Regions from separate parts of the Ovis aries genome. Here region 2 is linked to region 1. A link is a contact called in public Hi-C data. All regions are on one chromosome and are shown on one strand. Each heading gives the region's core, a stretch centred on a gene start, on an enhancer-like site or on the middle of the called end of the contact. The rest is flanking DNA. Distances are from core to core; before and after follow the strand shown.

What was found. Hi-C and Micro-C count contacts between places; a contact is called where the count stands out from the background.
Region 2: a Hi-C map of hypothalamus shows a contact between it and region 1, with 5 times the contacts expected there. The contact joins the promoter of HERC4 here to the promoter of SIRT1 in region 1. A contact is called at or near these places in 3 of 16 Hi-C or Micro-C datasets (hypothalamus, liver and tail adipose tissue).

What each region holds. Positions count from the first base shown.
Region 1 is chr25:23,632,321-23,636,728 of ARS-UI_Ramb_v3.0, reverse strand. It overlaps SIRT1 (sirtuin 1), which reads right to left and starts at 2,137. Exons shown (of 9, transcript XM_015104377.4): 1 at 1,687-2,137; 2 at 281-397. The coding sequence starts at 2,071.
Region 2 is chr25:23,792,249-23,796,490 of ARS-UI_Ramb_v3.0, reverse strand. HERC4 (HECT and RLD domain containing E3 ubiquitin protein ligase 4) reads left to right here and starts at 1,463. Exons shown (of 21, transcript XM_060406834.1): 1 at 1,463-1,791; 2 at 3,598-3,902. The coding sequence starts at 3,677.

The DNA of each region.
Region 1 (4,408 bases), core at 888-3,387:
TGACCATTCCATATGGAGGGTACAAGTGGAAAGGACCGTTTAAGTGTGAGGACCTGGTTTTTGAGAAATTACACAGGCCAGCTTCCATGGGCCCATGCTGTTTAACAAACAAAAACAGAACAAAGTACTAGACTTCCCCTAAAAACCAAGCTGACATTAAATCTCAGTAAACGCCTAAGAACCTCATCACAAGACAATAAGGGAAGAAAGAAATATAGTTTTCCTCGACATAAAAAGAAAATATCAGAGAAAAGATAGCTCTTAACCTGTGAAACCATACCTATCCGAGGTCTTGGAGTCCAGTCACTAGAACTCGCATGCGAGGCTCTATCATCTTCGTCACTTTCGCACGAATGGAAACCGTTGGTGATGATTTCATCACCAAACAGAAGGTCATCTGCAAAAGAAACCAAAGGTAACTCAAGGTTGTGGAAACAATCTGCATCTAAAATTATAAAGCTCTGTAATTATTGTGATGCAACAATTTCCAATGAATAAAGCACTCATACTGCCCGCGTAAAAAATGTCTACTGGATCAACTCACACCGTTCACAGGAACAGTATATCCTCTTTAGGCATTCTGCTCAGAAGCTAAGTTTCATCAAAATCTAGAAATAAGTCTACTTAATCAAAACACAAAAAGTAGCAACCTTGACTGAATTTATCGATCACAAATAGTGGTTCATAAAACTTACCAAATAAAAAGTTACCCAAAAAGTCATGCAAACACAGCTATGGCAACTTGCACTCTCTTATATAACGCAAAATCTACAAAGGTACCTTTGCATTATTCGTTTCCCTTATTAAACTATGTTTCTTGAAAACAGTGTCGTTTTTCTAATCCAGTCCCTAATGCACACGTTATCTTTACATATAGTCAAATGGTCCACTGGTTGGATTTATTAGTACAAATAATGGAGAGGCATATCTATCTAGATAAAAACTATGAAAACACTGAAGGATGACGAGACACACAACTATCACATCTACTTTAGCATGTCAGAAAAATGTCAATTCGTGTTTCAGGGTTACATATACACACACGAAGACAGTTACTGTAAAAACCACTATAAGAACACGATTAGAGGAAAAACACTATTCACGGCAAAGTAGTCTAAAAAACTATTACTCTCCTATGCCCACTATTAATTGCACCACAGAAGGGTAATGTCTTTATAAACACCTATGCTCTTTAAAATTTAAAACAAGTTTGAAAATAGAGGCCCTCCTAAAAACCCCAACAAATTTCGCAGGCAATGGCAAAAGCTGGCGCAAGGGACAGTCAAAAAGTTGCAGGTTGAAGTGTGCGGGACGGGGAGAGGCGGAGAAGCGAACAGCATTTAACAAAAGCAATACACTAAAGGAGTAGGAGGGGAGAGAAACTTATTTTAAAACCGACAGCGAGGGTAGCCCGCCCCGCGGCTGCGCAAAACGCGAGGCCGCTGGGGCGGGCCGCGGGGAGGAAGGTGGGGGTGGCACAGAGCAAGGGAGGGAGCGAGTCCGCGGGCCGCTCCCGCAGCCCAGCCCTCAGCCCCGCAGGCGCGCGGCTGAAGGCCCAGGTCGGCAGGGGGAAGGCGCAGAGCCAGGCCCGAGCCCCCAACCCGCCCGAGACTCCACCACCCGACAGGAGGGGCCCCGGGAGGAGGAGGGGGGATGCGCAGTCCCGGCCGCCCGCGCCCTGCGCACCTCGGTACCCAATAGCCGCCGCCGCCGCCTCTTCCTCCTCCTCGCCCTCGTCGTCGTCGTCGTAGAAGTCGTCGGCCGGTGGCGCCTCCCGGGATAGGCCCTGTAAGCCCGGCCCATTGTCTCCTTCTCCGGCCGCCGCCGCCGCCGCCTGGGCCTCCAGCCACAGCGCCGCCGCCGCTGCCGGGCAGCCGCCGGCCGCCGCCGGCAGTTCCCGCTCGGGGGCCGTCCCGCCGGGCTCGCCCGGGCCCCGCCCGAGGCCGGGGCCGTCTCTTCGCGGCCTCTTGCGGAGCGGCTCCCCAGCAGGCGGCGACGGGGCCTCCCTCTCAGCCGCCACTACCGAGGGGGAGCCGCCGGGCTGAAGGGCGAGCGCCGCCTCGTCCGCCATCTTTCAACCGCCTCTCTGGCCCTCCTCCCTCGCCTCTTCTGCTCCCGCTCGACTCGCGGCACTGGCGCCCCCGCGGCTCCGGCTGCGGGAGATTTAAACCCCGTCACGTGACGCGCCGCTCCTCGCCCCCGCCCTCCCGCCGCTCCCGCCACCCACGCGGGCCGGACCACAACACCGCGGGTCACGTGGCAGGCGGAGGCGGCGTGGGCCTGGAGGAAACCCCGCCTTGGGTGCTGCGGCCCCACCCCTTGGAGGCCGGCGCGTCTCGCAGCCAAACTTGTCTTTCAGTCTTCAAATCAGTGCCCGCGGGTTGGTTCAAGTTTTGCTCTGCGCCGCGAGTTTCCACTTCTGCGTGAAGAGCACGCCTTGCTCGACTGCCTTTGTCTTTTCTTGACTTATGCTAAGGGTTAATACTAAGTTCCTGAGCGGCGTTAAGGCTAAGCTTCCCGAAATGTGCTAAGTAATCGGTCAGTTTGTTAACGGACAAGTGAAGTGAAGTTCGCTCAGCCCTGTCCACCTCTCTGTGACCCCGTGGACTATACGGTCCATGGAATTCTCTAGGCCAGAATACTGGAGTGAGTAGTCTTTCCCTTCTCCAGGTGATCTTCCCAACCCAGGGGTCGAACCTAGGTCTCCCGCACTGCAGGCGGATTATTTACCAGCTGAGTTACAAGAGAAATAGAGGCAAAAGCACGGTTCACTTGTCAACCTCCACACCCCATTCGCACAGCTTCTCTTTGGCTCCCTTTTTCTCTTTGCTTTTGTCTTTAGATTATTGCTATTTCTTCCTCTCTCCATCCCTTGTAGGGCGGTGTAGATTGTCCCTCAAAGGCATGTGTGCGTCCTGCAAAGACCTTTGAGGCGGAGGGATGATCAGCCTACCTGCTTCGTGGTCCCAGCTTGGCTCCAAATGTGTGATTTCCCTCGTATAGGTTTCATAAAATGAGTATATCGGCTCAAGTGGAGTGGTATGAAGATAACTGGGCTGAACATGACTTGGCCGCTACAAACATGTAGATTTGGGTAAGAATTTGAGATCCTTCTAGCGTGAGAAGTTTAGCTTTTCTGTAAAATGGTTAATAAGTATTTTGTAGGGTTTTGATGAGAATTAAAGATAGCCAGATGTAAAGTGAAGGGTGTACATAGTAGCCAAAAATATTAATTCCTTGCCTACTTGAAGTCCCTCTTCTGTTTTTTCCTGAAATTTTAGGACTCTCACTCCACATCTAGCCTTAACTGAGAACCCGTATGATACATGGCAGACCCAGAGCCTAACTTCGTAGGCATCTGTTTCTGAAACAAAGCACTTCTACCCCCTTAAGGGGTAGTGAGTTTATAGTTTATCAGTCCGTAAGCTTTAAGTGGGTCCTGTCTATACAGTGACAATTACTGTTTGAACTTAACGCAACTTAAGGTGTTTCATCCTTTTAAAAAAACAGTTCTAATTTTGAAAATGTAACTGGAAGGTCCCATCTAAACCCAAAAGTCTTTGTACCTCGAGTTAAACTGAGAATCTCTCCTTACAGCTGGTTGTTTCATTTCTGAAAGTGATGATCTCTTTCAGCCTATAAGGCTTGAAATCACTGAAGCGTTCCTTCAGATTGATGCCCGGTAATCAGTCTGTGAACAAATCCTGTGGTCTTTTCTTCCCGCCTACACTCCTAGTGCTTAATTAGGTAGACATCTCACCCTTCCTGGCTTTCATACTTGATCCTATTCTCTCCCCACTTTATCTTATCTCACAAGATATTTCAAATTGCTTCTCAACTATGTTGGTAGGATATATATAAAATGTTAAGAGTCAATATTCTATCAAAATAGGAACAGAACTTTCAGATTAAAAAAAAAGACATATGTAAGCTTATGAACATCTTATTGCTTCATTCATTTGTATATGTTGTACCTCAAAGACACTTGATGGTGTTCATGAAATACTGTGTGATCACTGTGATTACCTGTGCCCTGATGGCACAGACATGGCCAGTAGCATAAGCAGGAGACAGAAGTTGTATCACAAAACAAAACAAACTCTCATCTCTTCTGGCCTTACCAGTAGTTGAAAATTATTTGCATGAAATTCAGCTCATTCTTTGTTCCTAAAGCTGGAAATTCACATTCAGTTTTTCAGATCTCATATGACTCTAGTGTTGAGCTTCTTGTTAGCATTTTTGGCATTACTATTCTCTAAATAGTACTTTTCATATTACAAAGCTCCTTTTTTAAAAATGAGGAAAGCTCTTTACGTTCTCATATGGAATGATCTCCAAACTGCATTGGGCAAGATGTAAAACAGTGTGTGCAGGATAGTGCCATTTGTTTTTGTTTTTTAAAAAAAGG
Region 2 (4,242 bases), core at 214-2,713, 160 kb before region 1:
ATACATTCCGAGACATAAAGTCCTGAAGGTTAAAAGACAACAAAAGCCCTACAAGGGCAATGAAGCTGTCAGAATAAGAATTAAGTATGTTTCATGAGCATCATCACCACTCCCAACATTGAAATTATGCTTTAAGTACCTTATAATTTTTACTCTTATTTCGCAGAAATAAGGTTGTGGGTTGAATTGGGTTGCCCAGAGACAGTTGAAGTTCTCACTTCCAGTACCTGAGGATGTGACCTTATTTGGAAATAGGGTCATTGCAGATGCAATGCACTTAAAAAAGAGGTCACAATCGATTAAGGTGGGAGTTAATCCAATGACTGATTTCCTTATAAGAGGGAAGGACACAGAGGCACAGAGAAGAAAATCATGTGGAGATGGAGGCAGGAATTAGTATTATCTCTACAAGCCAAAAAATGCCAAGAACTGTCAGCAACCATCTCTAGGAGATAAGTGTGGAGAGAATTCCCTGAGATCCCAGGAGACAGCCAGCCCTGCTGCCACTTTGATTTCAGACTTATGGCTTCCACAACTGTGAGACAATACATTTGTTTTTTTAAGCAAGCAGAAATCCAGTTTGTGGTATTGTGTTATGGCAGCCCTAAGGAACTAATAATAGACGTACGTGTCTAGCACAGACACTTTCCAATCTGTGATACATTTTTCAATGCGATAAAGAAATAATGGCTTACTGCGAAATTTTTTCTAGGTTCTCAACATTCTGAAGTCAAGGTACTACAGAAGCGTGACATAAAGTTTCAATAGAGCCTTGTTTTAAGTTTCCCCCCTTGAGTGGTCTAGGAAATGCAGTTTGCTTATGTGAGGCTGTAACTCCAGCCACACACATTGCTTAATTTTCTCTGAATGAAAGAGGCATAATATGTTTATCTCCAAGAAAGAGTGCAGAAAGTGATGGCAGCCAACATTTTATCGGGAGCATGAACTTGTGTTGATATTTTATGCCAATAGGCTCCATCATTGCTGTGAATACATCTGGTATGCTCAGATTAGCTCCATGTGAGGCTAAGGGATAAAATAAAAGACTTTATCAGCCTTTAATTACAAGTTTGCGATGTTTTTTCTGCGACTTCAAATTCTCCTTGGATAAAGGTGGAATTAAATAGACTGGAACCAATAGGGAAAAAGACAATCTAGCCAAAAATCGAAGAAATTTCTTCACTAAAAGGACCTTGTGCACGCTGAAACGCTGTTACAAGACACATCAAACGCCTCCGCTCGTCTGGCAAACCCCAACTATCTGCATTTGGCATTTTCCTCTAAAGGCAACGCAAAACAGCACACGACGCAGGCGCCTGGGTCGGTGTGCCCTGGGAGGATTCCGGCGCAGGCGCGCGGGCCGGGAAGTGGGCGGGCTCGCGCGCGTGCTCCGCGATTCACTTCCGGCCAGCCCCTCCCCCTCCCCCGCGTTACCACCTCCCCCCTCTCCCTTCTCCTCCCCAGTCTCTCCCCCAGGTCTCCCCACCCCTAGTGCTCTCCGCTTCTCTCTCCTCCCGTCCTTCCCCTCCCGCTCCATCCGGGTAGCTGACGGCTGGCTCTGGACTGGACAGCAGTGGCGGCTGCTTTTCTCTGAGGAGCCTGGTAAAGTTTCACAGGAGCCGAAGAGAGGAGCAGAGGAGCACCTTCACCGACGCCGGAGGAGCGCTGGTGTTCGCTGCCACTGGCTGAAGGAGGAGGGTCCAGGAGCTGGAGACCAGCCTCAGCTGCCTCGCTCTCGGGGGAGGCGCCGCCCCCCAGCCGCCCTGGGCTTCCCCTGCCTTGAGGGGTCCGGTGAGTCGTTGCCCCGGCGGGTTCGGGGGCGTGTGACGGCGTTAGGGAGGGGGCAGGCCGGGCTGGGCGGATACAGGCCAGCCTGGCGCTGGGTGCTTTCTCAGCGTTTCCTCGGGGTGGGGGGTGGGGTGGGGGACGAGGGCAGTGCCGGGCCCCTTGGCCCGGGGGCTGGAATGTCGCACCTCCCTGGGGAAGGGCTTCCTTGGGACTAGGGCCGCCGAGGTGCGGAGCCTCGTCCACTGGCCTCTGCTGCTGCTGCGAGCGAGCGGCTGCCGTAGTTGACTGGTCTGCCCGTGAGGTTGGGTGTGTGCATATGATTTCTCTCCCGCGGCTCCCCGGAGCTGTTCTGAGTGCACGTTCAGGGAATGCTGGGAATAAAGTGCTTCTCTTTCCCCTACCTGTTGCTGGCGAGAGGACGTCTTTCTCATTACCCCTCTGACTTTTTAAAGAAAAGGATGGATAAACCTCGTGCACTGAAATTAGGGTGTTTTCCTGTCCTCTCCTTGAAAAAACAGCAAAAACCGATCAGACAATGCATAACTCGCGGGAACTATCGGGTTCAGATGCCCCAAAAGAATGAAATGAAACTTTTCTTAATGGGTGGGTCATGGATGGAATGAGACAGCTTCAGCACTTGTGCTAGCCTGAACGTAGGAAAGTTGGGTTTGGAAACGTCTCAGGTTCTGTATAAGGAACGTGGGTGACTACAACGGGAATAAGACGGGCTTCCTGTAATTGTGTTATTTAGTACGCGATGTGTCTAAAAATCTGTATAGGTTTAGATGAAGTGAGCTCTTTGTTACCGTGTCTATGTAAGCGAAGAAATATTCAGTGTACTGGAAAGTTCTACAGATTTCGCCATCAGACTATCAGTGTCCCAGTCCCCATTTCTGTTCTTGAAAAATCGACAGTGCCAATGGTATTTGCAGTTTTTTTCCCCCCATCTTCAAATAATTGTGTCAGGGGTATAGATAGACATAGATTGCCTTGGGGAAATATTTTTCAGTCATGGTTACCACTCGTAATAGAAAATGCTGAGTTTTGGCGGAGAGTCTTGATCTTTAAGCTGCATACTTTTGTATTGTAATTAGGTACCCTGGTTTAGTTTTTAAATATAATTGTGAGGTCAGAGTGTTAATATTTTGATTTGTAAGGTATGATCTTTGGAGGTGTTTTTCTTAAGATAAGTGTTTAACTAGAGAACTATAATTTTCCTTGGGACCTCTAACTGAATAGTTGGAAGAGTCTTTTTAAATTGTGGGAAACTCAAAGTTTCCATTATTGTTTTTTTCCTAGTACAGATAAGAACTTCAGTTTTCTGTTAATGTGGAGGTAGGTATTATGAGAAAGTCTAATTATTCACTTATTCTGTGACTCGAGGGAGATTGCAAGTGTTTATGTTTCTGTAGTGTTATGTTTTTCACTGAGTATATATCTGATTTTGGGGGCAGTGGACGGATGTCTTATATCTTACTCCCACTGAAATTATCCAAAGCAAAAAGCAAAAAAAGATTAACTTCGTCAAGATACTTAATATTTCAGTTAGTCTATCAGAAGATAACAAAAAGTCAAAGCTAATTAATAATGAAGTCTTGTAGTCACGGGAAGTGATATATTTTTCCTGAACGTTTCTATGTAATAATTTTAAGAATATACCACTGATTGGTTTTGGAAACTGAATGATACTTACGTAGCACCTTATAGATTTCGTGTTTAATACAAAGTGAGTATTGTAGCCTAGCACTTGAAAGAGCAATTATACATTGTTTTCTTTGAAGTCATACTAACTCTTTTCTGTCTTCTCAGACATAGGGACACCACCAACTTGCCAGTGTTTCAGAAGGGAGTTTATTATTGAAGCTGGAAGACCAGAAGAATCACAAACATGTTGTGCTGGGGAAATGCTTCTTTTGGACAGCTAGGTTTGGGTGGAATTGATGAAGAAATTGTACTAGAGCCCAGAAAAAGTGACTTTTTTGTAAATAAAAAGGTTCGAGATGTAGGATGTGGACTCAGACATACTGTATTTGTTCTGGATGATGGAACAGTGTACACGTGTGGATGTAATGATCTAGGGCAGCTAGGTCATGAAAAATCCAGAAAGAAACCAGGTAAGTTGAAAATTTTTTTGTCTGCTCTTCTAATAGTTAATATTAAGTTGGAAATGTCAAACAATTTTGCTAAACTCAAGGTTTTTTTGACGAAGCTTTAAAAGCAAACTAGGCATTAAATATATCCTTTACAGTTTGCATGCTTCTAAGAACTTATTTTGTTTCTTTTTTTAACTGCTGCTATTATAATGTATGGAGCTGTGGTTTCAGAAATTAATTTTGGTGATATAAAACAATAGAAAACTACCTTGCAGTATATAGATCTTCTTTGATACTGAGTATATTGATAAAGAATATACAGTATGTAGGTCCTTTTTTATAAGTACTGTTCAGCCACACT